Regions from separate parts of the Mus musculus genome. Here region 1 is linked to region 2. Evidence: chromatin contacts called from public HiChIP or PLAC-seq data. All regions are on one chromosome and are shown on one strand. Each heading gives the region's core, a stretch centred on a gene start, on an enhancer-like site or on the middle of the called end of the contact. The rest is flanking DNA. Distances are from core to core; before and after follow the strand shown.

Region 1 (5,459 bases), core at 1,515-4,014, 100 kb before region 2:
TTGAAAGGCCTTGCTACTTATTTTCATCCTGACACAACCTTTTTTTTTTTCCAAACCAAATCTAAAATGCTTTCTGAGGGACTCCCACAAGAACAGACTTAGAGAAGAGTTAGTTCCACTGAAGGAACAATAAAATGCATAAGTGATCAAGGTCCTTGCTGGTAGAGGATAGGGGGAAACTCTGAGTTGTTTGGCTATATTGGTTATTTTCAATGCTAAGTGGAATGTTACACATACCCTTATATTATTTGTGAAATAATTGCATGTAAAAGACAACACTTGTGCAAACAGAATGGAGCCTCACTCGCACTATATGTTATCGCAGTGGCCACTGTGAGTGTCCTTGTGTAATAAAGATGAATTCAAGAGGAAGATGACTCAGTAGCACATGCTACTTAAGCAAGAACACCTTCATCCAGATCCCCAGCTCCTGTGTAAGGAGTCAAGCCTGGGCAAGGTGTGTGAGCCCAGCACAAGGTAGTGTAGAAATAGGATTACAAAGTCTTGCTTGCTGCCAGCCTAGCCAAACCAACCAACCAACCAACCAAACACAAAACACAAATTAAAAAGAACAAAATGAACCATAAAAATCCCCACAAACAAACAAAAAAACGAAACAAGAACACTGAGCTCCAGGTTAGTGCGGCTGTCACAGGAGAATAAGCACAGTCTGATAGAAAAGAAAATCCAATATCTAATCTCCACATATGCGCATGGGGCACACACATACAAAAATTAGAATATTAAACTCAAATAATTAATAGTGCTAGACCAACCATCGAAAACAAAAAAGTGTAACTATTGTGTCTTACCAAATGAAAGTGGCCATCAAAAATGTTACCAAATGAGCCTGTGACAGAAATAGCCAATTTTTCTTTCCATTTTTTTTTCTTATTTTCCTTCTCTACTCCCTAATTCAGAGCTTGAAAGTTATTGATGGTAGGCCTGGTTTTCCACATGGTTTCATTATGGTCTTCTGGCTGAAACTATTAACAATGGTATTAACTTTCAACACCTTTGTAAGAAAATAACCTGCTTAAGTCAGGGGTTAATGACAGCCAGGGATCACTAATTATCTTGCAAATCTCCACCCTGGTATCAAAGTGACACCAGTCTTTAATGTCTCAGGAACAGCAGCCTCTAAAGACCTCAACTTGTTTCATAAACATAATGACAGCAGCACATTAGTGTCTTGGCCATCTGTGAAGGAAGATGAGGGGCAGACAGAGGAGGAGGAAGTAGAGAGAAAGGACAAAGTCAAGAGATGTGGAGGAAATGAGGTCAGTCAGAAAAATGATGGGGGCCTTGGGCTGCGTTGGCCTGCGGGCTGCACCTCTTACCACAGGGACCATCTGCTTTGGAGCTCTGAAGTGGAATGATCCTGCATCCCAGAGTGAAAATCACATAAGAAAACGTGCCCTGCTGGGCCTGAGTTCAGCCGGCATAGATGCCAGGTACTCTGCCGGTTTGCCTGGAGTGTGTGTTGCTAATGCCTAGCTAAATGGACAAAATGGGAGATGTCACAGCCAGGGAATTCCTTTGTGAAGATGTTCATAAACCATTTAGGAATGTAACTCCTCTGGTGGTTGCCGAATTCAATCTGCTGGGCTGAAGCTGCTGTCTATTGTTCTGCTCTGTCTTCCTCCTCCAAACCCTGAATACAGATCTATCCAGCAAAGCTTTAGATCAAGACAGCTTAAAATGCCAAACAGCTATTAACAGAAGCACAAGGACGTCTTTGCTCAGGTAATCAGAACCTTCTTGATTTGCTGAGATTTGGAGTAGAGATTCACCCATGACTAGATGAAGGCTAATTGAATGTCTATGTCCTCAGATTGGTGACATTCACCCTGCATGACTCATAAATTAGGGGTTCAGTACATCACTGGCTCAGTGATGAGAAATAGAAGCACAAGGTGCATAGAGCACTGAACAAGGACATGGAAGGAAGTATGTGGCCATCTCTGGAACTCATATGCCATGTGTTCAAGAGATGGGATGGTTGTCTCCAAGATCTCTCTAGTTCTGCCCCCTCGTTGATGTCACTAAATGAAGCATGGCATTTGGTGGTAGTCAAACCCCAAGTCAGGAACAGGCTAAGCATATTTTTGCATGCCAGTGGGATAGCGATCTTTAGAGATTTTTTAAATTAGGCTTTCCTCTTGGCCTTTGGAATAGTTGTGTGTCAGTGCAGTCTATCATTCTGTAGAGTAAGTGTTGGCTGAAGTGTCTACTGTAATTTCAAAGTAGGATTCTCTTATGGGGACACTTCCATCTACAAATGGTTCCCAGTTAGCTACTAACCTTCTGCACATTATTTATATATAAGGCAGTGTATGTACAATTTACATAATACATATAACATATGGACATGCATTATGTATGTCAAGCACCTGATCTCTTAACACCCCAAAACAATATTCTTTGAGAATGCTATACTCCAAAAAATCGGAGACTTCAGCTTCCTTTAAAGCTGCCCACCCACCCATTTCTTTTCCAGGAATGTACAAAGGTGGAATAAAATGAACCAACACAGGGAGTAAGTATGATGAAAGGAAGAAATACGGGGCTGGGTACTGGACAGATCGCCATGTCTGAGGGCAGTCGCAGGTGGGAGTTGTGGGAAGTGGAGGGTGGCTTTTTAAATCAGCTACCATGGACAGCGATGAAGCTTTCTATGGATGCTGCTGGAAGTAGGTCACTCTGTGCTACAGTACTGACATGAATAGCAATCAATGGAGCAACCGCACACACATTTTATTTACCTAGCCATGGAGACGAAAACATTCCTGTGGGGGAAAGATGCAGCCAAAAGGTTCTGACACAACCAGAGAGATGAGAAGCATTCAAATGGCTTGTGATTCCATCCAAAATGGTTTACTTGTTCCTATCACAGTGTTTCTCTGGATCTTTTCAAACCTCTGCAAAGAGTTTATCCACATGATACTCATTAAAGTCTCATTTGAAAAGGGGGTGGGGCAAAGCTCTTTGAAAAGAACCAGGTTATTTGAGCTGCAGATGTACTGGTGAAAGGATTAAAAAAACAAAAAACAAAAAAAACTTACATCTAGTTCTATTCTCCACTGCCACATGGCTGACCTTTGAAAATTGAGATAACGACATGCATTTAACAAAATCTGACATCAAGTAAGATGTGTAATAATATTTAAATTTCATGATGTTAAAATATGTATTTATAGATCGTTTCATACATTGTGGGAAGAATAAGTCATTTGAAGCTTGAGGTTTCACCACCTGAATTCTAATTTGAGCTTTTTAAGTCTGGGGGGTAGGGGGGTTACTCTATATGGCACTAGGAGCAATATGGACACCTGGGTTTTAGAAACCCAGAGCACTTGTTACAAGGTAATTAATTATAAGGAAAGTTCCCACTAGACCCTATAAGAGCGCTTTGTACTCAAAGTCCTCTCTCTGGTGCTCTGGATCTTTTGCAAACAAAGGTTTCAGTATCACAATTCTCATATCATGGACTATCTCGAGGTTGTGAGGGTCTGTGGATCTTGCTTGAAAAGGTAGATCGAAAAGGGGGTTTGATGATGCAAAAATATCATGAGAGTTATAATGAAAATTTTGGCATTTTGATTTCTTTTAAAAATACAGAAATATTATAAGAATATGCTTTTGTTATAATTCCAGGTGTGGGATATGGGGCAGCTTCAGATTGTCCATAGCAATGACTGTGTTGTACCTTGTGCTCTAGCAGGGCCATGATTTTGCCAATGGCAGATATAGTTTCTGCAATTATGTAATGTTTGGAATTCTTGGGATTTCTCAGAGGGTATATAAATGCTGGGCCCTAGAGGCATGGTGGGTTGTTGGTTGTTGGTTGTTTGCTATTGGTTGTTGTTGGTCATTGTTTGTGAGGTAGTCATGTGTAAAGAAGAAACAAGAATAAATCAGAAATCCTGATGGCAAAGAGCAAACTTGCTCCAAGGAACTTGGTGGCCCTAATCAGCACGAAGCAGTCTAATGATAACATCACCTCTTTCTGTTCTATACTTTTTATCTTTCCTAGTAAGTATTTGAGGGTTGAAATGGTAGAGAAGAGCGAGAAAGAAGAACCCAGTAACATTCACTGGGTAGAGTAAACAGTGTATAGAAAGGGGATGATATGTTGCTTTCTCTAAGCTGTCTTGATGCAGTTCCACTTCTAATTTGTTCTTGTTCCATTATATTTCTGTTCTTATTGTCTATGATTCGACTCCACAAGTGAGGAGATTCCTACTAGATGTTAACTGAGCTGAGCAGCTCTCTCAGTATACATGAGTGTCTTAAACCTCATGACCCTTCAACTAAGGACTAGATCTCACTAGTTTACAATTAAGGAACTTGAATTCCAGAGGTGTTAGCCTCCTTAACCAGGTTTGCTCAGTTAGGAAACACTAGAATGGGAGAGGGGGAAAGTGTGGTCTCTTGGTTTTAAAAGTACTGTTCACTATCATACCTTCTAGTCCTTACTTTACAAATCCCAGTCTCAGGATATATGCAAACTGGTAGCTTAGCAGTTTCCAGCACTTAACAAACAATAAAGACTAGTGCCATCATTGTTGTGATTAGTGGTGTCATTTATAAAAATCCTAAAATTGATCAATAAGCTTTGACAGAATTAAGTACATTGTGCCTGCAAATGGTCCCAGGGGCTTCAACATCTTAAAAGTCTTGAAAAGTAAGTTCATGAATTAGTTCAGTCCCCACTAAGGAATGTAAGCCAGATCAAAATGCTACATTCCTGGAAGTATTATTTAGCAAACAAAACAAAACAAACAAAACTTGTATGTGTGTCTGACAGAAGTCAAATAATACTATCACTACTTTAAGATCTAGTGACTGAACTTCCACCACGGGATGCCATGGTATCTGTGCCCGTCAAAGACTGGCAAAAGGCCAGCTTTCAGTGAACTGAATGCCAGGTACTGGACAACATGACCCTGAATTAAATTAAGCAGGTCCTGCTGGGTAGAGTAGTACACGCCTTTAATCCCAGCACTCTGGAGGGAGAGGCAGGCAGATCTCTGTGAGTTTTAGGTCAACCAGGTCTACATAGTGAGATTCAGCCTATCCAAGGCTACAGGTGAGACCCCTGCCTCGATAAAATAAGATAAGGTAAGATAAGGTAAAATGAGATAAGATAAGGTGAGATAAGATAAGGTCAGGTCCTCCCAGATGGATGAAGCATGGTAGTTGTAGGCAGTAGAGCAGCAAATCAAGGTGTATTAAAATAATAGTTGAGCCTTCTTCAGTGCTACACTAGATCCTACTTTCTAGATTATTGGCCCAGTCTCCTTTTAGTGTAAATCTCAAGAGTCTTCCTACTCAACTGGAACACTGCACTTTCATCTTCTCCTCAGACACAACCACATGAGCTTCCATCTCTGAGCCTGAGTGCTGGAGGGTGGTGCACAGAGGACCAGCACATTTGCCTCTTTGTCTATCTCTGC
Region 2 (5,280 bases), core at 1,588-4,087:
GCCAGGGATGTTGCAGTAAACTTCTGTGTCCTGATGGTACTAAAGAGAGCTAAGAGGAATGAGCTTCATAAATTCCCATAAGTACTCACGGGAAGCAAGTCTGCTACCAGAGAAATGTGAGACAAGATCTACACACAAAGTATTACTTCCCTCACTATGAATCTTGAGTTGCAGCACTCAGGACCACAAAAGTTAACTTTAAGAACAAGTATCCTTCAGTCTGTCCTCCATGAACTTGGATTCCTCTCCCTTTCTGCTCACTTAGATGCTGCTCCTTTGGAATTCCAGGCCAAAATGGACAGACAGACAGACAGACAGACACCAGCAAATCGCTGGTTCTGAGCATAGTTTGATGCCTGGGAAGATGGTGAACAACCATGCATTTTCTGGTCCTGAAGTGAAAGTGCCTGTGCCTCTGTGTAAATGCCTTAGTGCAGCAGGTTACCATAGCAACCCTAACAGGGTGCTGCAGTGGGCAGCTTTGTACAAAGGCACAGAAAACCAATTATTGAACATCTAAGCTTTGGACATCTAGCTCATATACATCTATCACAGTATACAGGCCTGATTTTGGAAATTTTCAAAAAGAGAAGTGGAGTTCTGAGTGGTTGTTAGCCCAGCCTCCCCTTTTCAACCACATATGTCCACCTTTATGCACAGTAAATACTGCCTGCAGAACCCCAAACAGCCTCCTTAGAAACATATAATTCTCCACATTCATTCTTCCGAAGCATGGAGAACAGATTAGATTTGCACACCAGCATGACTTCAACAGAACTTTATATCCACGCAACAAATTGTATGCTGCAATGAGTAGCGTAGCCACTGTTCCTATTGCTAGCCAGCCCCCTGTCTTTATTATGTTATTGGTATTTTTCCTGCAAAAATAAATAAATAAATCAAATAATCCATTCAAGTGTGTAGGTTGGCTTCACAGGGTTTAACTGAGTTACACTCCAGAAACTGTAAATGAACTTTTCATAGAACCAGGCAATTTTTAAAATTACTTCTCCATTGTGGCTCAGAGAGGAGGGTTTAGTCACCTACTCTCTCTGCTCTCTGTATAAAGGTGAATCTTTGTAAAAGAAGAGCAGGGGGGGAAACGCTCTAATTTCACCTGTAGTTTCAACCTACACATGGCCAGTAGGGAGTCATGTTCCTACAAAGTGATTCTGAGTTTGTAGGACATTAAGTAAATGTGATAGTATTCTCTCTCTCTCTCTCTCTCTCTCTCTCTCTCTCTCTCTCTCTCTGAGTTATGGTTACCTTTAACCCTTCTCCTGGACAACATTGGAATATGTGAAGCATAGTGTAAGACTTCGTAATTGTACTCCGAAGAAATGGAGTGCACAGTTGGAGCAGGCAGGATGGAGAAGTAGAGAAATGTGGCACCTGTGATGCTTTGCAAGATGCTGCTAATGAAAGCAAGAAAAGTGGTGTCAAAGGGATATAAGATGCAGGGCCTGAAGGAATTTTGAGGCCTAAGAAAATTAGGAGAAAGAGCGATGTCAACAAAAGGAAAGAGAAGCCATTCTGTGTGCAGTTATAGCTAGGGTAGTTTGGAGGACAGAGGGGAGCAATAGTGATCATTAGGTCACCCAGTTTGGACCATTTCCTTTGGAGACACTTTAAAATGTCATGGAGATGTGAGGGCACTCGAACAAAGAGGTTGTTGGATTTAGTCATGAAGGTACAACTTCCTAAGCTAAACTCCAGGCACATAAGAAATTTGTTTGGAAGGAAGGGTATTTGAGCCCTAAGGAGTGGGGAGCAGTCCTAGTAGTGAAGTATGTCCACGCTGGCAGGATGACCACAGAACTGTTCCTAAAGCCTTGGGGATGGCTGTGGGTGAGTTTGGGTGCCCAAGGATGTGAAGCAAAGAACTACTAAGCATGTGGCATGCAAGCAAGGAGAGAGGCCTATGAGAGTTCAGATGGAAACTGACTCTGTTCAGATGTGTTCCTGAGTGAAAACTCGCAGCTCAAGACTGAGGAAGGTTTCAGAGACACTAGCAACCTGTTCCTTTGGGGCAAGGCAACTAAGAAGGAAGGTTCAGGTCTCCAGACTGGATTTGGGGAGACATCAGGTGCACTGAGGCCCAAGTGCTGGCCTGCAAGTGGGTGTGAAGAAAGGTCCACGAGTGGGGCGGATCCAGGGAGGTAGTGTGGGGGAGGGGAAGTGGCAACAGCAAGTGGATGTGTGGAACGGGCCAAGGGGGTGGGGGACCGCCTGTCCAGCGCCTCCTCTGGCCTCTTCCACCTTTCCCGGGACTCACCCAGCACGAAATAGGGTAGCTCCGTGTTCTCTAGGTCGTCCACCACGACCATTTCTCCCGGGAAGTCATTGCGCACGGAGAAGAGAAGCTTGGGTTCGGAGGCCGAGGGACTGTGCATGATGCTCAGGTCGTTCTCGCGCAGGAAGGGCAGTGCCGACACAGTGATGCTCTTGAGCTTGCACTCCAGCTCCTTGGATGGATCCACGTCGCCGGCAGCTGTGGCCAGCACCGCAGCCGGCCCCCAGCAGCAGGCGAACAGGGCGCAGAGCCCGGCTAAAGCCATCTTGAGCCCTGGCCGCCTTCCTCCCAGCGCTGCGATGGTGGGGGAGGCAGCCAGCAGGGAGGGAGCAGCGAGCAAGCAAGGGAGGCGGGGGGGGGGGGGGGGAGTTGGGGAGGGGACACGGAGCTCGAGAGCCCTGGTCCCCGAAATGAGATGCTACTCAGAGAGCCTTAGGTTCCAGCGCTGAGGTCTGGAGAGCCCAGCTCTTTGTTTCCCGGAGCTGCTTATCTGGGGAAAGGAAAGGGGGGTTGGGGGGGAGAGAAAAAGGAAAGGAAGGATGTTGGGAGGAAAGAGGAAGAGAGCTGGGGATTCTAGGGAATCAGGTCAGCCCCCAGCTGGTTGATGATGCTCCTGCCTCTCTCCTCCTCTCCATCCCCAGGGCTCTTGGTTATTAACTACCTGCTCTGCATTTTTAAAATTGCGTCTTTGTAATGCAAAAATCTCTCCTGTCGCAGCAGCATCCAAATGGCTTGGGAAAAGGCATGCACTGGCACACACCTTAAAGGGCTCATCTTCAAAAGCAGGTGTAGGGGGTTGGGGGTGTTATTTTACATTTTAAAAAGAGTGCCCAGTGTTTTGGGGGTTTGTGGGTGTGGCTTATTCTTCTTGTTCTTCTTGTTCTTGTTCTTTTTCTTCTCGTTCTTGTTGTTGTTGTTTTTCTTCTTCTTCTTCTTCTTCTTCTTCTTCTTCTTCTTCTTCTTCTTCTTCTTCTTCTTCTTCTTCTTCTTCTTCTTCTTCTTCCCCTTCCTCCTCCTCCTCCTCCTCCTCCAAGTCCTTCCCCCCCTCCTATTCCTCCTTCTTCTTCTCCTCCCCCTCCTCCTCTTCATTCTCTTTAAAAAAATCAACTTCTTAGTTGGATTGGATTTGTCTGTTGGATTAAGGTGTTGAGATAAATGCACACGTATATATTTTGAACCAATATGGATTCTGCAGAATGATTAAAGATAATATTTGCAATATTGATATAAATACAGCAATGAAAAAATGATGAACAACAAAAGAAGGAAGTCGATGTAACTCATACTGTTAAGCAATGTAGAACTTTCACTTACAACTTATGCCTCATTTTATCTCTGTCACAAATGCTATGTACAATAAGCAATAAAAAGATGATGGGAGTGCTATGATTGACAGGGAAAGCAGACTTAGCTCAAAGAAACCATAAGCATTTAATTCTAGAAAATTCAGTAAACAGAACAGAGTAGAAAGTATATGTGAAAACTCAAGTTTCTCATTAGCCAAAGTCCATGGGGAAGTAATAAAAGAACATTGCTGGTTGTGTTGAAGGTCAATTCAAACTCTGTCAAGAAAGAAACAGCATACTTAGCCCCTTTACTTACTAAGTATTCTTAGGAACAACACTACCACCACCCAAAGTTTATAGAAGTTCTGCTTCAGCTAGTGCTGCTGCTGTTGTCCTTATGTGCTGGATGCCATAGACCATATAAGAAAAGCAACATTTGGGGAATGCTGGGATCTGATATTTGGCTGAACTTCAACATGATAAGCAATGACTTAATTCTAAAGTATCCTCTTCCAACATGGCTGTTCAGTGTTTAAATACCAGCAGGAAGATGGGTTCAGTCCCTATGCAGACATGGAAATCACCACCTTCTCAAATAGGACCCCAGCTTTGAAACAGTTGCTGTTCTGACCTACCTGACGTGACCTATTGACAAACGCAGATGTGTGTCCTTTAAGAGATAAAGCTATGTGCCATACATTTCACAAGATTAATCTAATTGAATAGCTCAATCTAGTTGAGCCAGCCATGTTTAAGGTCACATTTAAGGAATGAAAGAAAAAGGGGAAAAATGGATAAAAAGAAAAAAACAACAACAACAACTGGTGAACTGATGTAAGTTTTGTTTCAAAATGACATATCTGAAAATTAATGCATATGTATATTATCATGTTTTCCTTGCAAACTACTGACAAAAGGATACATTAACTAATGACCTTCCCATCCATCTTCACTGCTCCCTTAACAGCAAACAAATGTTTGCTTCTTATAATATTGGAAATGACATGACTAGTAGTTACCTCAAAGCACATACTACCTTCATCAGATGAACATTTGCAGGACTTTTGATGTGTGTTTTTCTTCATGAAAATATCATGGGTGATTTAAGAAAACCCAGCCAAGTTTCTTGATTTTCATGTGATTGGACATAAAGACCAAGGACATAAAGCCAAAGGACATAAAGTCTCCATGAAACCTTCTCCTCTTCTCCTTTTCTCTAGAAAAGCATGGCACATAGAGAGGCAATGTGATTTGCCATGGGATAAAGGGAAGCCAGGAAACAGAAGTGTCTCTGAAGTGTGAGAAATGGGGTGCAACTGTCAGATTATCCGTCTCATAGCAGATTGGCTTGATTAACAAATGAAGAAACCAAAGTCAAGAAAATAGCGAGAGGCTTGATGAGCTCAATGTACGAAGACTCTGTGTCACTGAAAGCACAAACAATATTTCTGAAATGATGCCAACTCATTCATCTGACACTCCATTTCTCATGGGCATCCATCAGAGCACGGGCAGAAGGAATAGTCCTCCTATTTCTGAATGCTACGTAGCCTACAATAATTTTTAAATCATTCTAATTTTGAAAAGTGCTGTGTTAGAAAGCACAAGTGTAGCAGTGGAGGGTTGGGGAAAGCAGTGGCTTTCCCCAAATCACTGTGGAGTCTTCTTAAAATGTCACATCTGAGAGTGTTAGATATTGAC

Evidence for each region. HiChIP or PLAC-seq counts read pairs in DNA pulled down with a chosen protein or histone mark.
Region 1: a contact with region 2 is called in an H3K4me3 HiChIP or PLAC-seq map of neural progenitor cells, with 3 times the contacts expected there. The contact joins the enhancer-like site here to the promoter of Astn1 in region 2. A contact is called at or near these places in 2 of 39 promoter capture datasets (epiblast stem cells and stem cell-derived epiblast-like cells), 1 of 484 Hi-C or Micro-C datasets (neural progenitor cells), 1 of 115 datasets of contacts at active chromatin or transcription factors (neural progenitor cells) and 2 of 9 other capture datasets (adipose tissue and liver).

What each region holds. Positions count from the first base shown.
Region 1 is chr1:158,461,441-158,466,899 of GRCm38.p6, reverse strand. The region is part of intron 1 of Astn1 (astrotactin 1); the gene reads right to left. All of the region lies in intron 1 of Gm37679 (a long non-coding RNA gene), which reads left to right. Among named protein-coding and RNA genes, the nearest start is that of Mir488, 41 kb to the left of the region's middle. Within about 2 kb of position 2,764, at least 27 of the 459 cell types and tissues checked have an H3K27ac peak or open chromatin away from gene starts, as enhancers often do. A contact at or near this core is called in neural progenitor cells, where this site is marked.
Region 2 is chr1:158,359,861-158,365,140 of GRCm38.p6, reverse strand. It overlaps Astn1 (astrotactin 1), which reads right to left and starts at 2,837. Exons shown (of 23, transcript NM_007495.4): 1 at 2,276-2,837. The coding sequence starts at 2,558.